Linked DNA regions of Zea mays: region 2 is linked to region 1. Evidence: chromatin contacts called from public Hi-C data. All regions are on one chromosome and are shown on one strand. Each heading gives the region's core, a stretch centred on a gene start, on an enhancer-like site or on the middle of the called end of the contact. The rest is flanking DNA. Distances are from core to core; before and after follow the strand shown. Region 1 holds the start of LOC103641492 (ABC transporter G family member 48). Region 2 holds the start of LOC100383578.

The links. A called contact is a pair of places that touch in the nucleus more often than the background predicts.
Region 2: a Hi-C map of leaf shows a contact between it and region 1, with 5 times the contacts expected there. The contact joins the promoter of LOC100383578 here to the promoter of LOC103641492 in region 1. A contact is called at or near these places in 8 of 25 Hi-C or Micro-C datasets (bundle sheath, ear, endosperm and 3 more).

The regions. Positions count from the first base shown.
Region 1 is chr10:101,357,669-101,362,674 of Zm-B73-REFERENCE-NAM-5.0, forward strand. It overlaps LOC103641492 (ABC transporter G family member 48), which reads right to left and starts at 2,758. Exons shown (of 20, transcript XM_020545564.3): 1 at 2,116-2,758; 2 at 1,908-2,028. The coding sequence starts at 2,510. LOC111590427 (U2 spliceosomal RNA) reads right to left here and starts at 1,652; the gene lies at 1,452-1,652.
Region 2 is chr10:101,518,041-101,523,046 of Zm-B73-REFERENCE-NAM-5.0, forward strand. LOC100383578 reads right to left here and starts at 2,491. Exons shown (of 3, transcript NM_001357163.1): 1 at 2,089-2,491; 2 at 1,606-1,935; 3 at 540-1,526. The coding sequence starts at 1,743. The coding sequence ends at 1,071. LOC113604965 reads left to right here and starts at 3,262. Exons shown (of 5, transcript NM_001158198.2): 1 at 3,262-3,741. The coding sequence starts at 3,470.

The DNA.
Region 1 (5,006 bases), core at 1,508-4,007:
GAGTATAACAATAGTGTGCTTACCCATCAAGCAGATCAGGTGTACTACTTAAGTTATCTTAACCCAAGTTTGAAGACTTGGTGGATTGTCTACAAAGTTAATCCAGAAGTCCACCCTTATCTAAGAATATCTGCTGTGCAGGCCGACATACTTAATGCTCTAAGTACATCGGTCTCCCGACGTACTTAAGGCCACGCGGCTTGCCTAGGAAGCCCGTGCTAGCTACCACTTGATTGGGTTTTAAGTATGTCGATTCTACAAAAACCAACGTACTTAATGCTTTTAACTAATTCGGTTTCGCTTAGCCGATGTACTTACCATAAGTACATCGACCCCAACGTACGTACTTACTTTCTTAAGTACATAAGAAGAAGTACATCGAGTAAGTATGTCGGTTAACCGACGTACTCACCTTTAGAACTTAATTAGTTTTGTCTAAAATATAATTATTAAAATAGAATTTAATTCCAACGAAATAAACGGGGCCTAAGAGTTTTATCATATACATTAAATAAGATAAGATGATTTAAGTCATGTAGATTAAATAAAAAAGTTTTAATCAAGTTTAGCCTTGACCTCTGATCCCACCGGCGCTCGGCCAATGGGTGGGGTTGGAGGTCAACTAGGGACCAGAGATTTCATGCGCGGTGGGGCGAACGTGTTCGGGGTGGGGGTCGGCGAGGTGCTGCAGACTAGTGGCGAGAATGACGCACAGGAGAAGCTGAGCTGTGCAGGCGGGAGATGCACGAGGAGGACGTGTAATAGGTTATCAGGTAGGGAAATAATCGTTTTGTGTGTAACATATGACATTGGTGCTTAAATAATATAGAATTTTGGTGCTGTTTGGTTCACATATTGGTAACGTAATGGGTAATCGATATCGTTATATTATATTTGTTTAAATCTAACCGTAGTCGATACTACACTAGAAATGGAAACCAGCTTATTTAAACTTGTTACCGCCGGTATTCGAGTGTTAATCATTACTATTATTATTTACGTTACATTTCGTGAAACAAACGACACCTTTATGTCTACGTCTATTTTGGAGTGATTTGGAGCTGCCAAAGAGGTCCCACCAACTCTAGGATTAAAATGAATTAGAGCTCCACCTACTCCATGAAGTTAGGCTGCTTTAAAAAAAGGTGAAGCTTGGGTGTTTAGTTAGCTCCAATAAACTCTCTAGTCTCTCCCGTCTGAAGTTTGATAGCGTTAAGTTACATAGCGTGGTAGTAGGTTTGAGAAAGGAGTGAGTCTGTCGTTTTATAATCTGTTGCTTTTTTTTCTGTTTGGTTTATAAAATAAAATGGACTGAAATGAAGCACCACCGTCACTTCTGAAGACAGAATGAGCTAACATATATAAGTACAAACTACTACAATGCTCTTGATGGTATTGGTTGGGTAGGCTCGTACCTTGCAATGATAAAAAATATATTTGGTGGTATTGATTGGGGTTAAGCCAGAACCTATCAGTAGTGCAACCACTCAGCGACACACGAGGGTCTAGTAAGCCAGTTTGGTGGACCCTTTCCAAAAATTAGCTATAAAATAAATATAATATTGAAATAAACAGATAGTCCATATACCATATATTAAACTTATAAGAATAAATATTACCATTTATCTTAGCCAAAAGATCCAGAAATGTATGCGCTTAAAAGGAGCCTGACCCCTTTATATTTCGCTCGTCGCTCATTCTACTTTAATTAGCTGGCTAAATGATACTACGTGGAAGCGTTATGCGATGCGACTTCATGTCGTGTTGGATTTGGATTAGTTTCTGACAACTTATCTGTGTGCTAAGATCACCGATAAGCAAAAAAGCAGATGAGGGAAACAAGACCGTCAAAATTGATGCTTTAAAGGAATAGAAAAGAGATTAATTAATTAATTACTATGATAAACCTGAAGAAAATTGGTGGCGGCGTTCCACAGCGTCGGGAGGGCCCTCCCGGCGGTAATCACGTCAGCCTCCACCGTCAACTGCTCGTACCGAACTTCCACTGTGGGGAGCTCGATGCCAACCCTGCATATCATATAGAGTACTATGTATGTATTATTGATGGGATCATGCATGCATAAAAACAATTAATGCTAAGTGTGTGCGGTGTACATGTCGATTCGGTCCCTGAGCCGGCGCAGGAATCGCTCGCTGTCGTCCTGGAAGAGGCGCTCCAGGAGCGCACGGCCCCCGTCGCCGGCGGCCAGCTTGTGGATGTCGACGATCTCGACGCCGCCGCCGCCGCTCTCTTGTTGTTGGTCGAGCGCCCGGCGTAGGATACCCTGGCGCATGCGGTCGTAGGTGGGCAGCTTCTCGAGCGCGGCCCAGCGCAGGTTCTCCTCGTCGTCGCGGTGCTCATGCTCCGACTGCGACCGCGCGAAGGGGTCCTCCGTGTCCATCTGCCGGAACGACTGCGAGATGGAGGACCCCAAGCTGAGGCTCCGACGGCTAGACGTCGACGCCAGCACCGCCCCCGCGTGGGGATGCGGATGCGACTCCGGCATCATCGTCTATCGACGCACGATGGGTGATGATATGCAATTGCTTTGCTACTACTCCGGCGGTCCTGGTAACGAACCATTGTATTTATATATACATAGAGGGGTTACGTGTGTGAGGCTGTGAGCTAGATCAGAGCTAATAGCTAGCTAGCTGGTCGCTGCGTGTGCCAGTAAAAATAACTCTAGAATCGTCACACTATAAAGCTTCTGTACTAGTGAACAACGTATTCAACCACTCAATCGTATGCATATATATTTAATATATATAGGCATATTGTTCGAAGTGCTTAGCCTGTACTCACCTCTATTTAAGTTGCACATTTCCATACTTCATACATCATGTTATTTCTATCTTCTCCTCCTTCCTTTTCTTTAATAGCAAGTGGAGATTGTACTACCGTTCTAACTGTGTCGCTCTGTTGTAACTTCTAACTGAAACTTTGACGGGTGTGACTTCACACCATGAGAGCTAGTCTTACTATGTCAATGTCACCCGGCCTACAATTAATCAAGTCGTGGTTGTCAACATCGTTATAGGAAATTAGGACGGAGCGATAGTCATCATCAATTGCTTCGTTGATCAACAATAGTTTGGTGCTGTTTGGTTCCGATATTTATAACATATATAATTGGTAACGGATGATGTTAAAGCATATTTGTATAAGTACAACCATAATTAGAAATCATACTAGAAACTGATACCGGACTATCCAAATTTATTACCGCTGGTACTCGAGTGTGAATCGTTACCGTGCCATTTACGTTATATACGTTATATTTCGTGAACCGAACAACACCTAATAAGATGCATCGCCGCCCTCTCGCGTGGGTTTATATATATATATATATATACTAGTCACTGGCGCGCGCCCTGCGCGCGTTAGAATTTTTTTTCTAATTTGATTACTGCAGATGTTATATGTTTATATGAAATAGAGTTACGTGAGTTGTGATCAGAGTCAACATTTTTGTTCATTACGTAGAATTAGGCTATTATATTTACATAAATTGTTTTCAAAGAGCTGAGCAGGTCATCATATATAATTATACATATGTTGCAAAATAGACATTCTGCAACTCAAAAGGTCGTATGAGTGAAAATTTAGTTCTTGGAGGATTTGATGTCCATTTCTTTTCCGATGCGTATCGTCCCTTGTTTGAACCTGTAAACGAATTTTAGAATTTAATAGTCAGCCTAGTATGTAATATATTCCATAGGAAAATATAAGATTTTTATTATTCTGAAATGTAGCCAGGACCTTTTTTTCTCTTTTTCTGACGGCAACCTGACGGATGTGCAAGGACCTGGAAGTATCCAGTTGAATGTGTTGACCCTAGCTGCTACGGGAAGGTTTCAGTCGCTGCTGCAGGCCGTGTGATGCCTTCCCAGCCATTGATAGAATATCGAACGGCTGTAAGAATTTAAGCCGACGTGGATGCACGTGTTTCCTCCTTTGCTCCCCGCTCTTTATCTATATATATATATATATATATATACCCACGCCCCGTACCAGCTCGCGTCCCATCGTGCACGGCTTCTTACTCGGGTAGATTTTAGCGTAAAACGTAAACCAAAATAGCGTAAATGATTACAAATTTTAGCGTAAATCGTAGATCTATTTCGTAACGGCGAATGGGGCCTAAAAATTACAGCGTGAAAATCTCACACGTCCCATCGTGCACGAGTTTTGACTCGAGCAGATTTTAGCGTAAAACGTGAACCAAAACAGCATAAATGATTATGAATTTTAGCGTAAATCGTATATCTATTTCGTAATGGCGAACGGGGCCCAAAAATTACGGTGTGAAAATCTCGCGTGTCCGATCGTGCACAGGTTCTGACTCGGGTAGATTCAGCGTAAAACATGAACCAAAATAGCGTAAATCATCGACCTGTTTCGTAACGACCAATGGGGGCCTAAATTATGCGTGAAAATCGCACGTGTACGATCATGCGTAGGTTCTGGCTCGGACGGATTTAAACATAAAACATGAACTAAAACAACACAGCATAAATGGGTATGAATTTTAGCGTAAATCGTCGATCTATTTCATAATGGAAAATGTGGTCCCGCATGAGATTGTCGCAAAACGCATCAATAAATATCATAAATTAGCGTAAAACACATCAATAGATGTCATAAATTGGTGAAAAAGGCAACAAGTGATTTGAGGTAATTGTAGCATAAAATGCAAGCTAACCATCTACAGAACAAATGTTTTAGATTTTACAATAAGATATAAAAGATAATTATTCTTGTACTCAACTATGAGAAGGACATCTTCTTTTGGCAAGGCTTTCATAAAAGAGTATGTAGTCATCATCAGTGTTACCACTGAACTTTTACGGTGAACTCCTATGTTCAGTGCTCTGAATTAATGAAAAAAAAACAGAATTAATAAGGCGTCTTTGAGGTGGTATATGTATGGGTACATGATGAACTGCACATTCCAAATACTCAGCTGCCTTCAAGAAGAGATTGACGGTGGCTTGCCTACTCC
Region 2 (5,006 bases), core at 1,241-3,740, 160 kb after region 1:
GCTCTTGCATGATCTTGATAAATCTTCTATGAGTCTTCTAATGTCTTGCTTTGATGTACTGATATTCCGGATCTCGTTACCTTTGTCCAAGTTCATGCTACATCATTTGAACTATAAACAAAAATACTAGCAAACATATTATTTCAAATGGTTATGTTGCCCATCAAAATCCAAAAAATTTCAATCAAATGGTCGAGGTGCATTTTCCTTATAAGTAAAGGCACCTGCTGAACGATCATTATCTCTTATGCTCCGTTTAGATGTTGATATTAAAGAGCATGGAATTGAATTGAGTTCAATACCAAATCAACCATGATATTGAAATGAGATATAATTCCAATTATATTGTTTGGATGTCGCTGAATTGGAATTTGGAATTGTGCGGTCTAATTCCACGCAATACAGAGGGGTGACGCTTTGTATTGGGAGAGTGAGTTTCTAGTTAGTGTGCATCAGTGAACCTTCGACTAATAGTTTCTGTAGAATGAGAAAATATGTGTTTTGCTTGCCGAAATGACTGAGGTGCACCACACGTCCATAAAAACATGCCAAGTGCTTCAATTGAACACATCTCATTTGATGATCGTAAACCATAACTGTTAACTAAAATGTCATGCAAACTATAGAACACTGACCTTCTCATTCTAAACATATCATAACAACTCTCTGGATAACTGAGATGCCTCTGAACCCACTGATAACCAGTCTCCTGCACTTATTTTTTGCTTCTTTCCAGATGATGTACCGCAATCGAGCATTGCATAAGCTGCAATTGCAGCAGCTTCACACATCCAGTCACTTGAGTCACTTGAGTCACTTGAATTACTTGTTATGTCAGCTTCATTTGATTCACTTGAGGTGAAAGCCATCTGTCAACCATACAACATGAATAATATAACTCAACCATACAACATGAATAAATAGCAATACTAATCAAGCTCAAGATACAACATGAACAAATAGCATTACTAATCAAGTTCAAGATACAGCATGAATACATATAACTAGCTTATGTTTTTTCCTCTCCTCCCAAGTTCTCTTGAGCCATGCAAGCTTCCCTTCTGGAATCTTTAGTGTGAGAAACACATCTCGATACTCCTTCTTGATGAGAAGTTGAGTGGCATAGAAATGTCATCACTTCCTTCAACTATCCCAGCTGAGATAACTGATTCCATCATTTCTGTTATCTCTTGCCTAACATGATCATTAGGCGAAGATGTTGCGGAAGACTTGCTTGAACTAGCTTTTTCCACAAATGAATCCACAAAACGCTTGAACTGCATATCTCTAAAATTCTTCTTTGATTTTTTAATTGGGGATTTGTGATCAACACCTCTTTTTCTAGCTTGCTTGTCCTCAACACTTGGAGACACCTCCTCCACATCATCACTATCATTGGCAGGCAATCCTTCTTTTGCCCCTGGAGCCATAGCATATGCATTAGTGCAGGACACCCCATTAAACATTATTTCAAGATCTTCATTCTCCAATGCTGCAAGCCTAAACTTTTTGCATGCTGGCATGGCCTGAAACACAACAACTCTAATAGTTATAACAAGCAACATAACCATTTCATACAATAGAAACAAAGCCAAGGTTGCATACCTCTATCTTTTCTTCCCACCATTCGTCACTAGCTGTAATAGAACCAATCCTTGGATCTCTTCCTAACCCAGACACACTAAGGAGTAGTGTTTTCCATGTTGTAAAGTCAGATTTCAGTGCATCCCAACGGGTTTTCATTTGAACACGGGTGTAATTTCTGCCTGACCATTCATTAAACTTGGCTACAAGATTGGCGTACCCTTTGTTGTTCAAACAACCTTGTGGTCTATTATTTGTCAATACTTATTCCACACATATCTCATTAAAAATTCTAGCAGCACTGAGATCCCATTGAGCATTTGGTTTCCTGTTCTTTGGCATGTTATCCATCTATGCATGATAGGTTGAACTAATTATTCTTGGCTGTTCAGTGACAGAAAAATTGGAGACTTCCAACCTTCTAAATTGCAACTACTTCTTTGACAAAAAAATTACCAGTCACAATGTTCAGATTACCACAAAAGAAAGCACTGAACTAATTACCTTAGCGTCGATCTGGGACAAGCAGCTCGATCTGGAGCAGTTGGGCGTCGATCTGGAGCAGCAGCTCGACCTGGAGCGGTAGGGCGTCGATCTGGGAGCGGCAGGGCAGGGGCACAGAGGACGGAGGCCGGATTTGATCTGGAGCAGGCGTCGTCGATCTGGAGCAGGCGGACAAAGGACGGAGGACGACAACGTCGATCTGGAGCAGGCGGCGTCGAACTGGCGGCGGAGCAGGGGCACAGAGGTTCGCCGGAGAGGGCCAAGCAGGGTCCCGGAGACGAGCGGAGACAGGGGCTACGACGGTGCCCGGTTTCGGCGTCCAAGAAGAGGAGCTGCGCCGTTGCGGCTTGGAGACACGAGCGGGGAGAGGGGCTGAGGCTTGGGGAAAGTCGTGGCTAGGGTCTGGTGCCGTGGTGCGGGAGGGATGAGAGAAATCAGACCTTTTTATACTATGGAAAATGTGGGTAAATATGTATGAACTTTAGGGGTACTTGGACCGCATAAGCGGTGGAAAGCAGGGTGCCCCCCCCCCCCCCCCCCCCCCCCCCCGCTTGTGCTGCCCGCGGGTTTTACGAAGAAAAATTGCGCGCTGGTTTGCTCCACAGTTGGAGAATCTGGATGTTTGGCACACTAAGCGCTGGTTGAGAAGCGGAGCCAAACATGGCCATAGTCCAATTTCAGGGAATTGAGCCTCTGATTCCATATTCCAATTCCGTGTGCAACCAAACAACAGAATTTTGGAAAGTTGATTCTAATTCTCAATTTTGAGCTTCAATATCGACATCCGAACGGGATATTAGGCTATTGAATTTATGAGCATAAATTTTTCATTTTTGTGAGATTTTTTAGGAATTATCTTTTTTTCCCTAGTCGACTAACGTACGTGGAGACTTCAGCAGTCTACAATTAGATATTTCATTTCATGCATAATATAGACTCTCCGTTTCGTTTTAGTTGTCGCTGGATAGTGCAAAATTGAACTATCTAGTGACAACTAAAAAGAAACGGAGAGAGTATGTAGTATATTTCGGATTTCACCGTTATATATTCCATCATCCTAACGTCCTTATGATGTCATCAGCTGTGCCGGCCGGCCCAGGATCAATCAGGATACACACGCCCTGACGCCCATGAAGTCGTTGAGAGGTAGCCGTCAGCACCCACTTCACTTTCGGCGAATTGTCTACCGTGCAAGTGCAACTGCGGCACTCGTTCTGTGCCTGATGATGCTCTAGCCTCCGGAGATTCGATCGTATATATTCTCCTCCCTGGCCGTGTCCAACGAGTAGTAATTAGTTTGTTCCCGTGTCCGTGTTTTGGTTGAATAATAAATTGACGAAAGAGGGCCACGTATAGCTTAGAGAGAAGCTAGCTAGCTGAAATGGAGGCTAGCAGCCGCCGCCGCGTCTCACTTGTGCCACTGCTGCTGGTGATCATCGGGTGCTGTGCCTGCCGCGCCCAGATCCCGATCCCGGCGAGGACGGACGGGTTCGTGTACGGCGGGAAGCCGCCGGCGTGGGGCGAGACGGTGGTGGTAGAGGCGTTCTTGGACCCAGTGTGCCCCGACAGCCGCGACGCGTGGCCGGCGCTCAAGAAGGTCGTCGAGCACTATAGCTCACGCGTGTCCATCGTCGTTCACCTCTTCCCGCTGCCGTGAGTGCAACTTATTCCCTGTTTAGGTTATGCCTTATTTTTAGAATCTTATTATTAACCAAATAGCACTTAAATTCAAACCTGGTTAATAAAATTCTAGAACTTTACTTAAGAAAACAAAGATGATATAGTTATTACAGAGGATCGAGGCAATAGATATTGTATTCATATTCTGCTAATAAAAATAGTAGTTAAAACAGAAAAAAAAAAGTCAGAAATAATACAGAGTCAATGCTGTTGAGTATTTATGGCTGAAAGCCTGAATAAAAGTAATTTGAACAGTATATGGAGCCATTCATTATAGATAATAACTTTGCGACTTATCTTTTGTAGCCATTTGTCTTGCCTCAGTTATTCAGAGTTAGGCGTTCCCTTGTTTGGAGGTCGTTCACGTCCGCTCCGCTCTCATGATTTCGATCAATGGTCAACGCATATTTGACTCCTCACAACATGTAGTTTCTCTAACAAACTAAGGATTTGGTAGCTGGCCGAGATGGATGATTCAACATCTAAACATATTTTTTTTCTTTTTAGAGTCACCAACAATCCAAACAACTATAAATTAAGAGCGAAACAACTCCGTCTTACCATACTTCGAAACCAAATATTACCTAAATGATCTAATTGCCCTCGGTCTGGTGACAGTTGAATTGACCTGTGCATGCATGCCCGTGGATCGACTTTTTTTTTATAATGATATATGTCTTTTTAAAATAAACCAACAAATTAACTGTCTTATCTATGTATTTTTTGAGCCAAGTCTATTCTATATATTAATAGATAGTGTGAAATAAAAAACGTATATGACACATCAAACACAACAACCAGTTCACGTACTGACAGCAACCAAAGGAACCCAACTAGCTTTCCACTCTCCAAAGAAAAGGGTCACTCCACACGATGTAGCAACCGTCAAGAGATTTCTCCAAAGCGATATTTGCCGGTAAAGAAGGTACATGCACCTATTCCTAATCCTACCTAAGAATTAATAAAAAAAGCAAAGAAAAAAATATGAGATCCATCTAATCCCATTTATCAAACAGCAAAGTTTGCAGTTAGGTGCAACTTTGGCGATAGGAATTTGAAAAATAAATATCCCATGACATAATGTGCTTTGGGGCTTCTTGGTATGCATGAGTTACTTCACCAGGCCTAATTTGGCCCACTCATTTTTATAGGCACAAAGAAAAAGAGAGAGTAAGTGACCTTGCTTTTGGTGAATAGACCATGCCTGATTAAAAAAAAAACAAAGACAAAGCATCATT